Regions from separate parts of the Gossypium arboreum genome. Here region 2 is linked to region 1. The links are chromatin contacts, called in public Hi-C maps. All regions are on one chromosome and are shown on one strand. The core of a region is the stretch at or near the end of the contact, and the rest is flanking DNA. Distances in the headings are between cores, read along the strand shown.

Region 1 (7,437 bases), core at 2,614-5,113:
AATTAAGTCGCGTGTCAAACATCTAACGAGGTAAGGAAAAATATCTAACTGACCGGGTAAGTGATAAGCACTGTTCCCTTACTTCCTCAGTAAGTATTCTCTGTCTATATAAGGATGAGGTGAAGGGAAAATCCACTCGCCTTTAGGATGAGATTGGAACGAGAGGAAGAGCTTTGAGATGCCCCTGTTAAGGTAAGTTTCGCAGCCTTACTGTCATGAGAGCAAGTCTGTTTAGCTTAGTAATGAAAATGGTAAAACTTTGTTGTACGATTCTGATATTCGAGTGAGAAAGGAAATGAACTGAATGGAAAGATCGTGACGAGTTTTCTGTGGTTTAACATTTCGAGGCTGCTAATCTACTCGATGGAAATCCAGAGTTGATGTTTGAAGCTGCCAAAGGTGAGGTTTTGTGAGGATTCTGAGTCTCTGAACTGAACCTTACTTGTATGTGTGGCTGTATGTTTCTAGATTCACCTCTTCTATTCTAAATGATTGATCTATGAAATGAAGACAGGCGTAAAACGCTGATTTTGTGAAAAATGCTTGTTTGATGAGCTTGCATGTGACGTTTATGGATGATATGCCTCTGTTATGAAAAAGTATGTGTATGATGAATATGTAAAGAAAGAATGAGCTCAATGATATGTTTCTATTCTAAAGGAAAATGCATGTATGTATGAGTGTGTGTGGAAGTATGTCTTTGTTTGTTATAAGTAAGTCTCTGCATGATTCTGGAAGCACGATTCTGTTTGTCATTAAAAGAGTCTACATGTGAAGGGCAAAGTGTGTTTCTGTCTCTGCATGAAGAGTTTGTGCATGAGTTGCATAAGTCTGCATGTTAAGTCTACTTGCGTATGAGTCCGTCAGGATAGTAAACACAGATTCTGATAAGGAAAAACCGTGGTCATGGCAGGAAGACCATATAGTGTAAGACCTAATTTGGGACTATAGCATCATATAAGGATACGAAGACCACATAGTGTAACACCTAGTTTGGGACTATGGCACCATGTGGGGAAAGAATATTAAGGACGGTTGGGCGAGTACCAAGCGATGAGGGGCAAATCTCAAAATGTTGAGTTTAGGCAAATCCCTATCATCGAAAGCACCATTTACCAAAATGTGGAAGCCTTTGTGGTTGTTCTCTGATAAATGGAAGCCTCTGTGGTTGTCCTCTGTTATACGTGAGTCTGTGAGTCTTTACGACCATATCTATTATATGGAGTCTTAGTGGACGACTCTGCGAATGCACCTTCGTGGCAAAATATGTTAAAGTGGATGTCTTTATGGTTGGTTCTGTTCTATGAGAGCCTTCGAGGCTGTATCTGTTAAATGTGCTCCCGTGGTGAAGTCTGTCAAAGTGGACGCCTTTGTGGCCATCTAATTATATGGACACCTCTATGGCTATCTTCTATATGAGTTTGGATGCCCTTGCGGCTATCTAATGTGAGTATGTGCCTTTGTGGCTATCTAACTATATGGACGACTCTATGGCTATCTCGTATATGTGTTTGGACGCTTTTGTGGCTATATATGTCAAAGGAAGACTTATGTGGTTATCTATGTCAAGGGAAGCGTACGCCTTTATGGTGGTGATGTTTTGAAGACAACGTTGATTGAGCGAACTCCAAATGAAAGCGCAACCAACGAGCTTGAGATGATGAAAGACTGGTGAGGAACATTTTATGCTGAAGCGGACGAAGGCTACCTTGTCCACCAGAATGAAAGGTGAATTAGAGCGAATGTCATGAGTTCAAGCCCCCAAGTGGAACAATTGTGACCAAGGTAAGAATGCTTCCAGAGTGCGAAAGAGGATACAGTAAGTGAAGGTTTAATATTCGTAACACTAATTTTAGTAAGTACCTGCTTAAGAAGTAAAGTGCAATGCTCTAAGCTTAACAAGAAATAATAAATAATTGCGTGAAAGTTGTCTCACTAAGTTCTTATGAACTTACTATGAATGTATCTGATTTCAGGAGTATAAATAATAGTGCGTCGGGAGACGATGTCAGGGTTATGCTAGGAAACAGTGGACTAAGTTGTTACGCATACGGAGGAAGAATGAAGGAAGAGGAAAAATTATCTTCATGGTTTATTTCAAAATGTAAAGGTAAACATACATTGTATATGGAGTTAATCGTAATAATATATACAAGGTATTTTAGGAGAAAGATATTAAAGAAATTTTGTTATTGTTAGTATAGTTACATAGGCGAGTAGAAAAAGTTTAGGTAAAATTTGTTATTGGAAATAACACCTAATACTCGGATCTGGTCGGGTTGAGTAGAGGGCGTCATATGGTCAATTTCAATAAGATCAATAAGAGAGATGGATGGGTAAGAGGAAGACATTGATATGATATTGGCGTAAAAATTTACAAAAGGATCTCAACCTATATCTTTTAACTTCGCAGTATGCCATATCAGCTTATTCGACAACAGCAATTTCTTATACAAGCGTGATTTTGTAGTGCGGAATATAAAAACAACAGAACAAAACAGATACCATTCATGATGTCGAGAATTACAACACCCTTAGAGAAATTTGTAAATAGCTAACCTGACGAATGGGGCCGATCATCCAAAGGAACAGGAGTTAATAGGGGTTCATTTGAGAAGAAGGCTTCGAAATTTCCGACCACAGTTTTACGCAACTCTTCGAGAGATTCCGTTGTGCAAACAGCATTATGAGGAGACATGACTACATTATCCAATGCAAGGAGCTCAACAGGAACATCAGGTTCATGCTCAAACACATCCAAGCCCGCACCTCGGATCTCTCTCTTAATTAAACACTGCACCAATTCTTTCTCATCAATGATGGGTCCACGAGCTATGTTAATAATGACCCCATCCTTCCCCAACGCTGACAACACTTCCTTGCCAATCAGGTGGTGTGTTTCATCAGTTAAAGCACAGCAAATTATAAGGGCGTCGCAATTAACTGCCAGTTCAACAACATTGGGATAAAAAGTGTACGGTACAGAAGGTTTTTTGCTTCTTGAATTGTATGAAATAGAACAGGGAAATGCCTCCAGTCTTTTAGCGACTTCTGTTCCAATACTTCCTAATCCAACAATTCCCACTTGCTTACCACCAAGCTGAAATTTTTCAATTACCAAATTATAATCAGACAATACGTACATAATTTAAATGTGAGGGGAAAAAAGGGTAAGATTACGACCTTATAGCCAAGAGGATAGTTTCCTTGGGTAGACCATAGCCCTTGCTTGACATAGCGGTTGGCTGCCGAAACCTTCCTCAGAACGTCGAGCAACAATCCCACCGCGGAATCCGCACAATCAGTGGAGAAAATGGTTCCAGCGCCGGCCACTGCGATGCCACGGCGTCGGCACTCGGAGAGATCAATGTGGTTAATGCCCTGGCTAGTGGTAACGACCAAACCCAGGCGGGGCAAAAGGCGGATAGTATCAGCGGTGACAGAACCGCTAGCTGATGTGAGAATGGCTTGTACGGACTGTGCATGGGTGAGCAAGAACTGGGGAAGAGGGAGTGGGGATTCGAACGGTTTCAGGAATTGGAATTTGGGTGAGTGGAAGAAATGGTCACCGAAAATGCTGAATGCTGTCGGGGGTTTCAAGATGAGGACATCGGGCAAGTCGTTTTGGGGAGGCTGAGATTGGTTTTCAGCTGCTACTGCCATTTGCTTTGTTAGTGCTTTTCACCGGTGCCGTGTGCGATAGGTGCGGATTATGTAAGATTTTTGTTTTTGTTTTGGTATAATTTGTAAGATTCTTTACATTATGGGTAAATGTTCTAATTTGAGCTGAGAGGGTGAAACCTTTATAAATGATTAAATAATGGTTTGAACTTTAGAGAAGTGTTCAAAGAATGGTTTTTATGCACCTAATTTTTAGGTAAATGCTAGATTTGTTTATAATAAAACATATAATAATAATATATTAGTTGAGAAGAAAAGAAAGCCAATAGAATATAATTTGAAATAAAACCTTGCACATACAAAAAACATAAACTTCTATTTAGCACTTTTAAAAATGTTTTGATCATTTTGAAAAGTTTAACTTTCATTTAAACATGTTTATGAAAGTTAAGCTCTTGTAATCATTTTTAAAAGTTGAGTCTTTATGTGAGTAAACCTTAAAAAGTTGGGCTTAATTTGAATCTTTAATTTTTTTTTTTTAATTCCGACAAGTCAAAGTTTTTTATTTATTTACTATTTGACACGGGTTGAGAACTTTTTATTATCCTTTTTTTTTCAACAATTATGATTTTTTTTATTTAAAATTAGTCACTTAATTAAGCAACATCATTTTTTGTTTTTATATTTATTAGGTGTCGTCAAGTATCGACAAGAGAGTGACATGGCAATTAAAAAATCAGTATAATAACAATTTAGCACTCAATTTTTGCGTATTATATTGATTTAATCATAATTTTAAAATAAACCCTCAATTTACAAATAGTCTCAATTTGATCTTATTTTAAAAATTTAAAGTAATAAATAAAAATATATAAATATTTTTAAGAAATTATTTTTCAAAAATAATAATAAATAAAAGAAATAAATATATTAAAATATTAAAATAAATAAAAATATTAAAATTTTAACTTTCTCTTATGCTTCCCTCACTATCGCTACCTCCAACTCAAATCTCATAATTCACACTTAACATTTAATATGAATTCTTGGGTGATGAAAATTACACTTTTTCATTTTCTCATTAAAAATGAAAATTTTATAATTTAATATATGTACTTTCAAATATTTCTAATTTGAAACCAAAAGTGATTTTCATCACAAAATACATATTCCACTATATTCTTTCATGCCAAATAATTAATAATAATTTATATTTCTCTTTTGGTATAATTTACACTTTATTCTTTCAACTCTTTTAGAATTTGCAATTAAGTCATTTTTCAACATTCTCACATCCACAATATTCTTTATTTGACTCAATTTCCAATTTTTTTGAAATTTCACTATTTTTTTATCTTAGGACAATACTATATGTCTTATAAAAAAATTTTGCGGTGTTACGTTCAAACCCCCATTGCAAGTGAAATATTGATTGTCATTCACAATATTCCTTAAATATAAATGGGTGTTAGACAACCAATCATTAAGTTTCCACAAATTGTTTATGGTGGTTAAGTAGATCAGGCTGCCCAACAATTACCAGAAGCTATTAAACAACCATTTGTAGAACAAGTTCCTCAAGAGAATGTTAATACAACATTATGAAGATAAACTAGGACTAATAAATGAACCATACCTAGTGACTCTATTGTGTATCTAGACAATAAGCTAATTATGACATTGGAGCTAAAAAAGATGTTGAAAATTTTTTACAAGCCACGAGTTGTAGAGCATTTGATTGGTGGGTTAATGCTGGAAAGAAATGATGAATTTTATGAAATTTAATGACATTTAGGGTATTATTGATTTGCCTAAGGGTGAAAAGCCCATTGGATGTAATAGATCTTTAAAACTAAAAGGGACTCATTATGCAATATTAAGAAATATAAAGTAAGACTTATCACCAAAAGATTCACTCAAAAGGAGGGAATATAAACCTTTTCTCTTTTATCTAAGAAAGAAAATCTCCATATTATTATGGCGTTAGTTGCCTATTTTGGCTTGGAACTATATCAAATTGTTGTGAAAACAACATTTCTTGATGAAAATCTTGATGAGGAAGTTTATATGAAATAACCAAAAGGATTTTTCACACAATTGGTATGCAAGCTTAAAAATTTATATATAGATTAAAACAAGTCTCTCGCTAATGATATTTAAAATTACATGATATCATTTTTTTATTATTTAATTTTGTAGAAAACATCATGAATCAATGCTTCGATTAAAAGGTTAGTGCGAGTAAATTTTACTTGCTACCAATGATAAGAATTTGCGATATAAAGTGAAACAATTTCTTTTTGAGAATTCCAAAATGAATGATATGAGTGAGTGTTACTTCTACCTTGAAGATTGGGTTGGTTTCTTATTTTGAGGCAACTTTAAATGGTTTATGGTTGAAGAGTTTTGTGGCAAGGCATAGAATAATTTATTTTATGTGTAAGACATTAAAATGGATTATGATAATTTATCTATTCTTTTCATGGTTAAAAAATATAAGTAACAGTCCAATAAGTATTTAGTTATAAAAGAACATTTTAAAGATAAAAAAGTGATCATTAAATACATTTTGTTAACCCTTTAACAAAAGACATATGAATTTTAATGATGTTGTAGCATCAAATGAGACTTGGTTCCATCTTATAATTTTGTCTTATAGGACATTATCATTAGACATGAAAATCATTTATATTGGGTTTGTTTTCACATTTATGTTACTTTTTTAACCTTAAATAACTATAAGATTTATTCATTAAATTCTAATGAACAATTGTTTGAAATAGAATACATAAAAGATAACATCAATTTTTAAAGGACTTATCGCCAATTTCTTAAGAATAAGGGAGAATGTAAATTTTATCCTTAAAGTGGTTTATTTTATCTTCAACTAATAAATTCATAACTCAAATCTTTAATGGAAAAAAAAATGGTGCTTTCATAAAGTTGGTTGTTGAAAGCATGATGGTTAAATTTTAACATTTGATGCGGACATTTTGCTACAACTAATCCAATTAACGCTTCTTTGTGTTTTGTCTTTAATTGAAAGACATTAAAAAAGCTTGTTTGAAAGATACATTAATATTGAAAGGAAGTTTTTGATGAAAAAGTTAATGGTTGTGCTATATATGCGGGCCTTTGTGTAAAAGATTCTTATGTTCATCAATTGTTAAAGAGTATATAAACATTGATACACATAAAAAGAATTAAATATCAATGCTTGAAGGTTAATGTTCTATTCTGCTTTTTAACTTAAATTTACATGTTATTATATTTATAAGGCATGTTTTTATCTAAATATTATTTAGATATATATAATATTGTTTATAGATAATTAACATTATTTTCTTTCTATTGATTGGCATGGATATTGTTGCTAATATAAGAGAACATGAGTGAGTTTTGAGTGCGCTCGAGTGCATTATACTCCTATTTATGAGTTAGGAAAAGGCTAATAAAAAATGACAGATGTGATGTGCGTAGAATATTTAAATTTCAATTAGAGTTGCTATCCAAACATGTAGTAGCTATCACAATGGTGGATTTTTTTTTTTTTTTTGCTGGTACCGGTTTGTGTAAGTATTAATTTGTTTAATATATCATTTCAAATTTATCGTTGGTTTTAAAAAATACTTGATATATGTATATAAAAATATTTATAAATATCAAATAATGAGATTAAATAAATCTCACATATAAAATATTCATTTATTATATAGAATATTTTTTAATAAACTCTATAAATATAATCCATCATTAAACAAATTTAAAATCAAAAATCAAAAAATTATTTCATAAATTAAACAATAAAATCATACT
Region 2 (7,437 bases), core at 2,744-5,243, 410 kb before region 1:
GTTAGGTCGGAGGTTGATTAATGATTTTTTGAAATTTCAGTTATCGATTAATTCGGTTTGAAATTGGATAATTAATCGAATTAAATAATATATATTATATATAATATATATTTTATATTAGCAATGTATTTTTAACTATTATTTTTATATTAATCAAAATAAATAATACATATTATATATAATATATATTTTTAAAATTGTTAAAAAAAAGAAAAAGAAAATGAACATTAGCAACGTATTTCTTTATATATTTTATACTTAATTTAACCAAAAGAAAAAAATATAAATTTCGATAAATTTAATTAATCAACTAAATTAATCAAAATATTTTAATTCAGTTAATATATTTAAAAAGAAAAATTGATTGGATTAACTGTTAATATACCTAACGGTTACAAAGTGATTGTAAAAGGAGTGGTAGGCATAGGTTGAATGATCCGTGTGTTATAAGAGACTGGAGAATTGCGAAGGTAGTTCCTACATGGAAATATGATGATGGATTTGTGGCCTTTTTAATAACAAAATGATGTTAGTTGTCCTTGGACACAACTTATCTCACACTCAATTATTCCTCATTGGAAAGACTTTTTCGTTTTCAATGATTACTCATAAAACCAATATTAACATTTTAAAAGCAAAACACACATTTCAAAATTCTTCATTCATCTTTTTGCTTTTGCTTCTTACTATATTAAATTATACTGTAGGTAATAAAATCTAATGCTTTTTGTACATAAACAGTAAACTACAGAGAAAGCTTAGAAAGTCGCAGAGCAACAAAACTTCAACTCCATTCTTCTTCTTTAAATGTAAAGTGACCTTGAAACAATTTTATCAAAATTTTCTTAATCATATGACGAATTTTAGTTATATATAACTTTTATTTTATTTATACACTCAATAAAATATCAATGTTGTATTATGTAAAAGTAGTCTAGTTATTTTTAAATTTAATGGATTAATGTTTTTCTCTTCATATTAGATGACCCGATTAATTATCAAATTTAATAAATATTAAATTTTTCTTATTATATAATTTCGAATCTTTTATGCTATGTTGATAGTAAAGAAAAAGTCATTGCAATTGCTTATTTTTCGTTTCGATAAAGAATTAATGAAAAAAATTCTAGGTTTTGTTTTACATGAAAGATATAAAATTAATTAATTTAATTAACTGCGATGATTTTTTTTACTTTTCGTTTAGCATGGAAATTTTAAGATCATATAATCAAAAACCATTTGAGTTTTATAGACAATTATTAAAAATGAATTGTTTGAATTGATTTTAATTTGGAAACATAAATTTTGTAAGGAGTTTAAATTAATTAATTAATTTTAATATTATAGTAACAAATCAACACGATAAAAAATTCCAATAATTTATTTAATTAATTTTTATATTTTGAAATTTAAAATTTTAATATTGCAAAAAATAGTACTTTAAGTACAATTTTTGAAAAAAATATTTAATACATTATTTTAGTTTCTATCCTTTTTTACTTTAATCTTTAATGTTTTGTTTTTACCCCAACCAATACTTAAAAGAGATTTTTTGGAATGACCAAAATGAAAGCAAACTACAAGTTGGGTGACCAAAATGAAAGTGTATAGTCAATAGTTATTAGAGATTTAACGTTTGGATGATAAATGAAAGCGTCTTCAAAATTGAGTGAAAATACTTTTTTAATATAAAATAATTTTAAATAATTATTTATTATATTATAAACTCAAACTATTATTCTCAATAGTAATTTATTACAATAAATAATTAAAATGATTATAAAATAAATAATTAAAATATTTATAAGAAAAATATTATGACACATATTATTACTTTATTAAATTAAATTATAATTTCATATATTTTAATAATTTCATAAAAAATAAAATAATTTAGAACTTCTAATATATATGGTTTCAATCTAATGTCATTAATAGTAATTTTGTATTATTGCCTCATTGGTACCGTTGTGATTGAACCCAAACACATGTCTCACCACTAATTTTAATTTCACCGCTTGGTGAGATTGCCTTTAGTGAGATTAAAAATAATGGTGATAGTGAAATTCATTATTGTAACTGTGAGATTAAAACAAGTGGTGAAATTATTGTTTGGATTCAAACTCAGCTACAGTGGTGTGATGACAATAGAAATAACTATTATAGACATTATAATATAATAAATAATTAAAAATCATAGCTATATTAAATAATAAAATATAAATTGCAATTCTATTTTTAAAATTGATAACTAAAAGTATTAATACATATTTATATTAAAAGATTACAAGTATTTATAAAATTTAAAAGCATTATATAATAACATAATTTATAACATATTTACTTTTTTATAATTATTAACTTTATATTTAGGGTAAATTACACCAACAGTCACTCAACTTTGGGGTAGCTGACAAAACAGTCACCTTGGTTTCATTTCAGTCACTCAACTTTAGAAAAATAACAAAACAGTCACTAACGTTATCAAAAAGTGACAAATCAGTCACCCACTAACATTTTCCGTTACAGTTCTAACGAGATAGGTGACGTGGCCAGTTAACTAGCTGATGTGGCCAATTAACTAGCCACATTGGATGTCCATAATGGAAACCTACCCAATTTAAGAAGAAATTAAAGAAAAAAAAACCCTAATAATAGAGAAGAAGAAGAAAAAGAAAAAGAAGAAGAGACTATAATATTCCTCTCAAAGTCTCCAACAACCCTTATACAACTGACCCCACAAATAAACTGGCAACATTGACAAGTACTTTAGCCACCACCACTTGCACCACCATTAAATTGGGTTAGGATTTTTTCCCCAATATTCTTCTTCTTCTATTGTGGATAAATTTCAAAGGCTAAACTTTGTCCCATGGAGAAATTTCTTCTTGAAATACTAAATTGCCAAAAAAAAAGTCTTCGCTACCTAATTTTGATAAAAACAGCACATAAGTAACTAGAATAAAAAAAAAAAAGATTGAAGGACAATAAGAAGAATAAAACTGGAGAAAGAGAGAAAGATATGAGTTTTTAGTGTTTTATCAGTTTCTAAATCCTAATTTTGGTTTTAATTTCTTTTTATTGTCTTCTCCTTTCTTTTCTGCCTAACAAGTTTGACAAAGTGATTACACAAAGGAAACAAACAAGATGAAAAAGAAAAACACTTAACATAGATAAGAAGAAAAAATGAGCTTTCAGATCTGGGTTCTCCCTTTTCATCTTTTGCTTCCCTACTGTTTTTTGTTTCTTTTTTTTTCTAGTCAAAATCTAATTGTTTCCTTATTTTTGTAGTTGTTTCATATTAGAAATTTGGCGGGGTTTGATTCTGATATCCATCTAATAAAAAGAGGACAGGTAAGTATGCTGAAGAATAAGTCTGGAGTAGTGACCATGAAGCAAACTTTAATAGTTGATCACAGCTCTCAAGCATCCCTTGCCCAGAATAGCACTAAACCAAACTCATCTTTCTTCGATTCTCCAAAATTTAAAGCCTTTCTCGACACTAAATCTCTCAAGAGCCCTACTTCAATCCTTGACAACAAACCCTTCTTTCCTTTTGGTAACCCCTTTGCCTTGGACAAAAACCACCCCAAATCCCTTTTTTTCTCTTCTCTTCCTCCTCCTCTTTCTCCTCTTTCTTTTCTTTTTCTATTACATAAGCCCTAAATGGGTGCTGAAAGGGTTATTTAAATCGGTGCTAACCGGCCAACTTGACAGCTAATGATACCAAGCAAGCTGTCATCTGTCATGTCACTTTGCCATTACGTTTGTAACGAAAAAGGATAAAAAAGGACTGTTTTGTTATTTTTTAAGGTTGAGTGACTAAAATGAAACTAATATGACTATTTTGTTGCTACCCAAAATTAAGTAATTGTTGGTGTAATTTACCCTTATATTTATATAATATGTTTAATTTGTACAAAACCCATGTTTTTTTGATAATATTATATTTATATAATATAAAACTATATTAAAGTAGAATAATTAAGCTGCATGGAGTAGAATAAGGTGGGCTGGCTCATTACTTCATAAAGCTAGACTGGCGATAAAAACGGCAACGTCTTTGTCGGCTAAAAGAGAAATTAAAATAATTATCCCATCTCTCAGATCATCTTTTTCCGGAAGGAATGAACATATGAAAGCGAAGACGATAGTAAGATAATGAAAAATAACCCTTACCAACGGAAAAAACGAAAACCGAACCAAGATCGAAGATCCCCTTGTTCTTTATATATATATGTATCTATATATATATATATTAATTTCTGTTATCTCAAGTTTCTTTTGTTTCTTGCTTGTTTAGGCCAACGCATTCCTTTTAAATTACACTCACTTCGTTTTCAAGAAACATAATTTTGTTCCTCACTCCACCATCTTCCTGCATTTCCCTTTCTCTCTGCACTATTAAATTTCTTTTTTTTTTTTACTGATAAAAGCATTTAATTAACGCTTAATCTATGCTTGCTTTCCCATGGGTTTCCATTCCAACTAGCTTCGATACGGATCTGCTGCTTTCAGTTTCACGCGATCTCCTCACTGTTAACTTGTAATTATCCTTTTTCCACCTTTTGATTATGCAATTTCGTTTTTTTTTTTTAATGTTTAAGTGATTTTGCTGCTGCTATTGTTCTTATTAGGCTCTGATAGCCAATGGCGTTGAAGCGGGGACTATCCAGTGTGGGCGTCCAAAGGAGCAGAAGTTCTGGATCTCGATTGCGTATCGTGATTCTTTTTTTCTTCTCAATTCTGACGCTACTTGTTTTCTTTGTCGGTCAAGGGCTTTACATTTCTGGTTCGTTTTTTCTCTTAATTTCCCCCTGCGTTTTTAAGTACCTACTGACCAGATCTAACTTTATATTTGATTTTGATTTTGTATTTTAGCATGATGATAAATTAATTATTTGTTTTGATTAGTTTATAAATGCGTCCTTTTCGATCTGATAAAATTGAAAAGTGCCTCATCTTTTAATTGATTCCGAGCTTTGATTAGTGAATTTCTTAAAAAAGTTTTTGGCTTCTCATTTTACTAGAAATTTGTGAAGTCAAATGGTCTAACTTTAGTTACACAACATTGTCGTGAATAGTGATGCTTCTACTAAGGTCCAATTTTAACTTACAATTCGTTGCTCCATCTCACCTAATATTTATCATCATAATAGAACTTTTGTTCAATTATGTTGAATTGTGTTGTGAGTATAAAGTTAGATGTAAATTCAATTATGTTCTTTGATTGCATCTGATCTTTGTTCCAATTTTTGTTTCTTGTGCAGACGAAGATAGTGTTCAAAGTGGTTTTGGTAAACAGGTTTCTTCCTTAAAACCTTATCCATCTGCATTGCTTTTAACTTAGATGACAGACTGTGACAGCTTTTATACCCAGATCTGCATTATTTTAAAATGGGTTTTGCAGAATGTTGACTGGAGAGAAAGGCTGGCATCCCAATCTATCAAAAACCTATTCACTAAAGAGGTGAGTGCGTGTTGGATTATATTCTATACAAATTATGGTTCTTGCTCCAATTGTCATTAGACTTTAATTGTCAATTATATTTATCATCTGATGTCATACTCAAATCATTCTAGGTTATTGATGTTGTATCTACTAGTACAGCTGATTTGGGGCCATTAAGTCTTGATTCTTTCAGAAAAGGCAATTTGTCTACATCATGGAAAGTTATTGGGGTAGAGTCTTCAGTTGCGGATAAAGCTACTTCTCAGGTTAGGATCATACCTCAGTAGTCAAATCTATCCCAACCCCTCCTCCAAAGAAAAAAAAAAGTTGCTGATTGACTAATCTTTATATGATTCTCACTTGTTCAAAGTCAAATCAAAAGGCTACAGACTTGAAACAAGAAATGTCTCAAGTTAAAGAGGGAAAGCTTCCTAATGGTAATGCATTTCTGATCTGTTAAATATAGATATGCCTAATGCTATTGGTGAATTTTCTTTCATGCTGACCTGGCTGTTCTATGCAGATGATCATTCACATGATATGCTTACTACAACACTTCGAAGGGTAATTATCATCTTTTGATTCACTGAGTGCTTTAGTATTATAACTAATTATATAATAAGAGGCATGTTACTGACTGCAGCAACTTAGAGATAATAGGCGTGAGAAGCATGTGGCTGGTTTGGTGCAAAAAGATGATGAAGCTACTGTGAAACTTGAAAATGCAGCCATTGAACGATCCAAAGCTGTGGACTCTGCAGTTCTTGGCAAATATAATATGTGGAGGAAAGAAATTGATAATGAGAACTCTGATTCCACAGTGCGCTTGATGAGTGATCAAATTATACTGGCAAAGGTTTATATAATTATTGCAAGCATGAAAAACAAGCTTGACTTGCGAAAAGAATTGCAGATTAGGCTCAAAGAGAGTCAGCATGCCTTAGGAGAGTCAACAACTGACGCTGATCTACCTCATAGGTAAAGGAAGTCTTTAATCTCCTTGGCTATGTGCTGTAGTCCATGTTTCCTCCAGGTTTTGCTTTTGATGATTCTGTCAGTTTCTAATGTTGTATTCTCATGTGAATTACTCAGTGCATCTGATAAAATTAAAGCAATGGAAAAAGTTCTAGCCAAAGCAAGAGAGCAATTATATGATTGCAAGTTGATGCTTGGAAAGCTCAGAGCAATGCTTCAGGCATCAGTAGAACAAGTTATGAGCTTGAAAAAAGATAGCATGTTCCTGAGTCAGTTAGCTGCCAAAACAGTTCCCAATGCAATCCATTGCTTGTCGATGCGCTTGACCATAGAATATTATCTCCTTCCCGCAGAGAAGAGAAAGTTCCCTAGAAGTGAGAATTTGGAAAATCCAAAACTCTACCATTATGCCCTTTTCTCTGATAATGTCTTGGCTGCATCTGTCGTCGTCAATTCAACTATCATGAATGCCAAGGTGATAAAAGCTGCCTTAACTTGCATAGCTGTCTCAGTTGTTCTTTACTTTTTTTTTTCTTTTTTTTTCACTCATTGATTAGGAATTGTTATGTTTATAAGAATTGAGGCTCAGATGCAGTCTTCACTAAAATTTTCTTCTTGGTTGTATTGCAGGATCCCTCTAAACATGTTTTCCATCTTGTTACTGATAAACTTAATTTTGGAGCAATGAACATGTGGTTTCTGTTGAATCCCCCTGGAAAAGCCACCATCAATGTTGAAAATGTTGATGAATTCAAGTGGCTTAATTCATCCTATTGCCCTGTCCTCCGGCAGCTTGAGACTGCAGCGATGAAGGAGTACTACTTCAAGGCAGATCAGCCAACCAATTCTGGATCTTCGAACTTGAAGTATCGAAACCCAAAGTATCTCTCAATGCTTAATCACTTGCGGTTCTATCTGCCACAGGTCTACCCAAAGTTAGATAAGATCCTCTTTCTTGATGATGACATTGTTGTCCAGAAAGACTTGACTAGATTATGGTCTGTAGATCT

Evidence for each region. Hi-C and Micro-C count contacts between places; a contact is called where the count stands out from the background.
Region 2: a contact with region 1 is called in a Hi-C map of leaf, with 2.4 times the contacts expected there. The contact joins the promoter of LOC108457673 here to the promoter of LOC108453317 in region 1. A contact is called at or near these places in 2 of 5 Hi-C or Micro-C datasets (both in leaf).

Annotation. Positions count from the first base shown.
Region 1 is chr7:69,918,560-69,925,996 of ASM2569848v2, reverse strand. It overlaps LOC108453317 (glyoxylate/hydroxypyruvate reductase HPR3-like), which reads right to left and starts at 3,863. Exons shown (of 3, transcript XM_017751389.2): 1 at 3,184-3,863; 2 at 2,560-3,100. The coding sequence starts at 3,663. It overlaps LOC128295579 (a long non-coding RNA gene), which reads left to right and starts at 4. Exons shown (of 3, transcript XR_008286106.1): 1 at 4-399; 2 at 914-1,785; 3 at 1,977-2,184.
Region 2 is chr7:70,326,666-70,334,102 of ASM2569848v2, reverse strand. LOC108457673 (polygalacturonate 4-alpha-galacturonosyltransferase-like) reads left to right here and starts at 3,993. Exons shown (of 12, transcript XM_053031188.1): 1 at 3,993-4,153; 2 at 4,493-4,546; 3 at 4,638-4,792; 4 at 5,271-5,305; 5 at 5,411-5,470; 6 at 5,584-5,718; 7 at 5,823-5,889; 8 at 5,976-6,016; 9 at 6,096-6,430; 10 at 6,545-6,902; 11 at 7,058-7,437. The coding sequence starts at 4,651.